Regions from separate parts of the Mus musculus genome. Here region 1 is linked to region 2. Evidence: chromatin contacts called from public HiCAR-type data. All regions are on one chromosome and are shown on one strand. The core of a region is the stretch at or near the end of the contact, and the rest is flanking DNA. Distances in the headings are between cores, read along the strand shown.

What was found. HiCAR-type assays count read pairs that join an accessible place to other places.
Region 1: a HiCAR-type map of fibro-adipogenic progenitors shows a contact between it and region 2, with 4 times the contacts expected there. The contact joins two enhancer-like sites. A contact is called at or near these places in 1 of 484 Hi-C or Micro-C datasets (B cells) and 3 of 115 datasets of contacts at active chromatin or transcription factors (bone marrow-derived macrophages, fibro-adipogenic progenitors and regulatory T cells).

What each region holds. Positions count from the first base shown.
Region 1 is chr4:95,388,592-95,391,509 of GRCm38.p6, forward strand. No RefSeq gene overlaps it. Among named protein-coding and RNA genes, the nearest start is that of Gm12707, 95 kb to the right of the region's middle. Within about 2 kb of position 1,405, at least 47 of the 459 cell types and tissues checked have an H3K27ac peak or open chromatin away from gene starts, as enhancers often do. A contact at or near this core is called in bone marrow-derived macrophages and fibro-adipogenic progenitors, where this site is marked.
Region 2 is chr4:95,081,183-95,083,983 of GRCm38.p6, forward strand. The region is part of intron 1 of Junos (a long non-coding RNA gene); the gene reads left to right. Among named protein-coding and RNA genes, the nearest start is that of Junos, 30 kb to the left of the region's middle. Within about 2 kb of position 1,414, at least 142 of the 459 cell types and tissues checked have an H3K27ac peak or open chromatin away from gene starts, as enhancers often do. A contact at or near this core is called in bone marrow-derived macrophages and fibro-adipogenic progenitors, where this site is marked.

The DNA.
Region 1 (2,918 bases), core at 155-2,654, 310 kb after region 2:
TAGAGAGGAAAGAAAGCTTAGAGATAAGAGAGTTTCAAGACTGGAGAGCAGAGAAGCGTAGAGAGAAGGTATTTGGAGGAGCATTTGCTTCAGCAGTGGCAAATGTTACAATCTGCAAGAATTTGGAAATTGGGTGTGCCCTGTTTTTGACCATTGAGCTGAACTGAGGCCAAGATGTTTGCAGGAAGACGGCAAGGCTTTAATGAAGTGTGCAGCCAAAGAGGAAAAAGATTAGAGAATGCCAGTGAGTGGTCTAGTAAGAGGCATTTGGGCTCCACAAAGCAAGCAAGAAAGGAAAGTAAATTCTAGGAGTGAAGAGACAGAGCAAGCAGGAAAGAAGACATCCTTGAGGAGCAGAGGGAAGGGGAGGTGAGAGAGGCTTGGGAAAAGGGTTGCAAACAAACAGACTCTCCATCAGAAGGATTCCAACAAAGGGAGAGGGGAAAGGGCCTCAGCAGAGACATAGCCTGAATCACAGTACAGAAGCACACAGCAAAATCCAGCAAGTCAACAAGAGACAGACTCTTTACACATGATAGGTGACCAGGACAGTGTAGGAAGCACCAGGAGGCAGACAGGCTGAAAAGACACAGTGAATAGGAGAAGACATCTGAGTGGTTAGAGCAGGTGTACAAGAAGTGGCTGAAAAAGTGAACTCTAGAATTTAGGGTCAAATATGGAGGGTAGAAACCAGAAGAGATAAACGATCCATACCCTAAGAGAATCAACTCAGCAGCTTGGTTCAGTTAAGAGAAGCTAGGGCCTTTGGAAAAGGGGTCCATTTGTCTCCCTCGTAGATTTCAGCACCAGATGTACTCAAGGGGGCACACTAAAGAAACTGCCTACCTGGCCACCCCATTGAGGAAAAGGTTTTTGTTGTGGGTAGGGGAGAGAAAATATCCAGAGGTATCTGGAAAAGTTCAGAGCAGAGAGAGAGAGACTGTTCTTGATCAGATATAGGAAAGTTGGGGGGTGGGGGTGAAGAGGCAGGTGAGAATAGTGGAGATAGCAAGGTAGTAAGAGAGAGAAAAGTGCACATCTAGAGAGCAAGAGGAAAGAAGACTGTGGGTAGAGAGTGGCAAGAGTGATCGAGCAAGGGAGCATAGAGATAGAGTGGTGTGGGCTAATCATGGATAAGTAGCTGTAGGGAGGGGTGGGCAGGATGCTAGTGTGGACCATGAAATCTCTAACAGGTTCTGATACTGAGGGAGCCTGGGGGCCAGCATGAGCTTTGATATGCTAATAGTTGCCAGGAGGGGAATGTTTCCTTTTGGCAGCCGGGAACTGGTTTCACAAGTTTCTGAGGAATGTTGGCTTTTATTTAACCACCAGGAATCCTCCAACAGTCCAGCTTGAGCTCATTTCTGGATATCTGGGCTGCTTGAGATCTAGCAATAATTATCTTGACAGAGGCACAGCAAATGTTCTCTGTGTATCCTAAGAAGGGAGAGTAAGAGAGGTTGCACACAAATGAGTCCACTGTGAACCAGCGCTAATGCTGTTCCAGCATGGCGATGTTTTGTACAGGGCTAAGGATGCTGAGGGTCCTCCCTGAGGAAGGACACTGACATCAGTGCGCAGCATTAACATCAGTTGTGCTTTTCAGATAAACATGGACACCTTAATAGGGCTATTCCTAGGCACTTAGAAAGAGGTCTTGATTTCTTTATGAGTCTAAAGAGATGCATGGCATATAAAAGCAGCTATTCTATGTTAAATCATTGTAACTCGTTTTATCTAAATGAAATAAAGTTAGCGTTACTACCAGTCTATGAACTCGACAACTATTCAGTAGGTAAGGATTACATGAGAAGAATTTGGTTTGGGTGAAGGTGGTAAAATGGATATTTCCTGGAACCCATGGGAATGTGAATTTTCACACCCTTTCTGGACGTGATTTAGCCATAGAAACCAAGAACGTGAATGAAATTTCATACCTCTGAGCTTTCTAATTGATGTTCTGTGAAATGTGACTCATGGAACAGACTGGGATATAAATTTGTAAATCATTATGTTGTCCCTCATAGTATTGTTTTAAAGCCAATTTAGTGGGAACACTTTAAAAGACAGTGGATAAGGGAAGTACCACAAACCCTCATGAAAAAAATGGGAAGTGAAATGCTAGCTCTATGGGGTGGGCTTGAGTTCACTGTCATCCCCAGAGCCTAGTCCTGACACACAGAAAGTGTTTGCTGAAATAGAACAGTGAGACACAGTCATTTTGACCTTGGGCTTCTTGATTCATAGTCTACAGTTGTGCTGGCCATGTCTCAGTATATTTCCATTTGCAAGATGAGGGTAGCCTTCAACCTTTACAGAGGACTGTGTTAAGGTTTGAATGTTTACATTAAGAGGCAAGCTGTATTAAACCAATAGTAAGTAACTACTGTACCTAAGAGTTTTAAGGGACCACTTCCATGTTTGCTGGAAACTAGCATATCTTCCATACTTGGGGAAACTCACAATTGAACAGAAGCCTACAGAGCACATTTATATTTATGAAACCACAAGGAAGTTTAGATGGACAACCATGCCTCTGAAAGACTGGTAACTAGAGGGTGAATTTAAAGTAGTCAGACCTTTCTGTCTATATTCACACTGCAGGAAGGAATTAAAAGGAGTATGCCAGTTTGGGGAGAAAAATAACCAGATCATGTTATAAGCAGTTATCAGCAAAGACAAGGGTTCTGGAGGCTTTGCTCACTTTAAGCCTTATGTTCACTGCTGGTGTTAGCTCCAGTGAGCTGAGTTCTTGGCTTGGTCTTCATTTCTTGAGTAGATCTGTGAGCCTAGGGGGAAGCTTTGCCACTTGCTGCTCCTAGACTTTTCTTTAAGCAGTTCTGTGGCTTTAGAGTCAGAGAGAGCACTGGCATTGACCACTTTGTGACAGCTTCATCCTGCAGTCTAAAGACTTGCAG
Region 2 (2,801 bases), core at 164-2,663:
GCCCCGTTTCTTGTGTCCCCCTCATCCTCTCTGAATTCTGCTTCTTTGTCTGTGAAGCAGAGGCTCACACCTGTCCAACCTTCCTCCTTGGGTTGTGTTCCAGCTACTGGGACACTGTACACTTGCACCAGTTTGTTATGTGAGCCACATGAGTGCAGGCGACAAAGCCACATGGGACCACAGCTACCTAGTGTGACCCCAGCTAACCACTTCACTAAGGCATCCACTTCTCATCTGGAAGTGGAGGTAAGCCTGCCTCTCCAAACAGGAGCAGGGCGGAGAGCTGTCTTACAGAGTGCTAAGAGAAGGCTATGACAGTTCTCTCTTCTTCCTTGTCTCATGGTCATTAGTCCATTTCTCCTCCCCTAGACCACCACTGGGGTCCCCCTGGGTGCCTACCGGGGTGCTGAGTGCCACACATGCTGTTTCTCAGCAGTACTTCCACTCCTCCCCATGGCCTGTAGGCTCATATGTCTGCATTCTCACTAGAAATGCCCTAGCACAAGAAAGCACTCAGGGCCACAGAAGCCCAGGCCTGTGTGAGCAATCTCACATCTCCAGTCAGCTTTTGCAGGGTTCCCAGAACGGCATGTCCACCCAGAACCTGGGACTGGCGCAGCTACACATCCTTTTCAGGAGAGCACGGCCTCGAGGCTGCAGGAACTCAGGGTGACTCAGCTTCACATGTGACAAACAGCCTGTGAAGTAAAACAGACCAGAGCTCCAGCACGGCTGCCTTCAGATTTCAGGGAAGGAAGGGGCGGCCTGAGAGGTAATGGACAGCGTTGAACTCGCATGTCACCTCAGGCCAAATGTGTGCTCTCCTGCTGAGGCCTTACCACAGACACCTGAGTGTGTGATAGTCTGAGAGGTTAGCCTTTCAGCGTTGCACGAGGGGGGGGGTGTCATAATAAGAAGATCAAGGAATTGAGCAGAAGCATCCGACTTAGATACCCTTGTTCTTTCCTAACAAAATGTCAGGAAAAAAAATGTCTTTTTCCCCCAACCCCACTTTCTGCGGCACTGCAGAGTTCCCTGAGTGTGATTTAAAAACAGACTGACCCACTGAATTGTATTTTTCAAAGTTTGCAGCAAAAGATGCCCCTAGCTCCTTTTACCATTAACACCCAGGGCTGTTCCTCCCTGCTTGTCCTTGGTTTATGATAGACAGGGGGTGTGCAGGGAGTGCTGGGGCATGAGCCTGTGTAGTGGGCAACACCATAACAGGGCGGTAGAATGGCTACTAGCAAAATCATGTCCATGGCTCTGTCCAGCACTGAAGTCATAGTTACAACCTACTGAGCTTTGGGGGTCAGAGGTTGGGAACACCACTCTCAGGGAACACTCAGAGGAGGTATGGCCTGGCAGGAAGCATTGGGCCATGCCAAACAGGAAAGGGGAGGGCGGGCCTGGGAGGGACTGAAACGTCACCAGGATACATGCCAAAGTTGGGTGGGCCTAAATACTAGGGCAGAGCTGCTGGGCACATGACTCTTGAAAATCTCCCAGGGAATAACTTCTAATCCCTGCCTTATTGAAAGGTTTGGGGAAGGCTCCAGCCTGCCGTCTGCTGCTCTGGGCTGTGGGGGGAATCCTATGCTGGCACATAGCCACAAGGACATTTCTCAGGGAAAGCCTTTGGCCCAATAAGTCTGTTTTCTCCTTTCTTTGGAAACTAGGATTTGGAATCTGTTCAGGAAAAATGTAATGTACAAACAAATAGCCTTGGCCATCTGTGCCTCCCCTTGGAGCCAGGTCAAGCCTGGGGAGAGCTTAGCCTCTCTGGGCTTTCCAGCTGTAGGCCATCCCTTTGTAGCCAGTCTCTGCCTGTCCTAAAATAATGTCTCCTCTCCTTCCCCTAGTGCTGCTCATACCCAGGTCTTCTCAAGTGCTTCCCGAGATGGTAGGGATGTCCCCATTGTAGTGATTACTTGCTTCATCAACCCCTCCCCCACTAGTCTCACTTCTCAGGGGATTAGTTGCTTCTCCAAAATATTATTCCACGTTGTTTCAATGTAAAATGTTCTTTCCTTGTTCTGTAGGTAAGAACCCCTGGTTTTATTTTTAAAACTATCGTCAAAATGACTGCCAGTCCTTAAACTCTGGCTGTGAGCTAAGCAGGTGGTGTTTCATGCTACTCACTGCCTAGCAAAGTGTTCAGGACAGAACCTGATGCATAGTACATGCTCAATGAAGGGTGCTTAATGTCCCTATTAATTACTTTAATTCTGATGTAGTGCTCATGGCAGACAGGATTTGTCTTGTGCATTGCATGACAAGTCTGTGGGCCTCATGAGGGCAGGGATTGTGTGTTTACTCTCTAGTGTCTCCAAGCACGTGTTTACCCGGAGGAAATTCCCAGGGTGGCAAGCTGGTCGTTCAAGCTGGTGAGCAGCGCAGTGACTTATGTCTAGGATTCCAAAATCAGCTTGGAGTCACTGTAGTCTAAAGAATAGAGGGTCAGGACAGAGCAAAGATCTTGGCTTGCTTCTACTTCAACTGTCTACTACCTTTATGACCTCAGAAGGATTGATCTTTTTGAATCCTAAATACCTATTTTTCAAAAACAAACAAACAAAACAAACAAACAAACAAACAGACAAACAAACAAACAAAGTTAAAAGTGTCTGCTTGTCTTCTTCGCAGGTTTGTTGTGGGCATCAGTGAGCATGTACAGACTGTTGTGAGCATCCTCTTGGAGTCCATGGCCATTGCCGCTACTGTGATTTAAAGAGCTGTGCCCCTTCTTGGCTCCTGGGTTGGCACTTGTTTTCCAGCTGTTTGGTGGTGCTGTTTGGAAA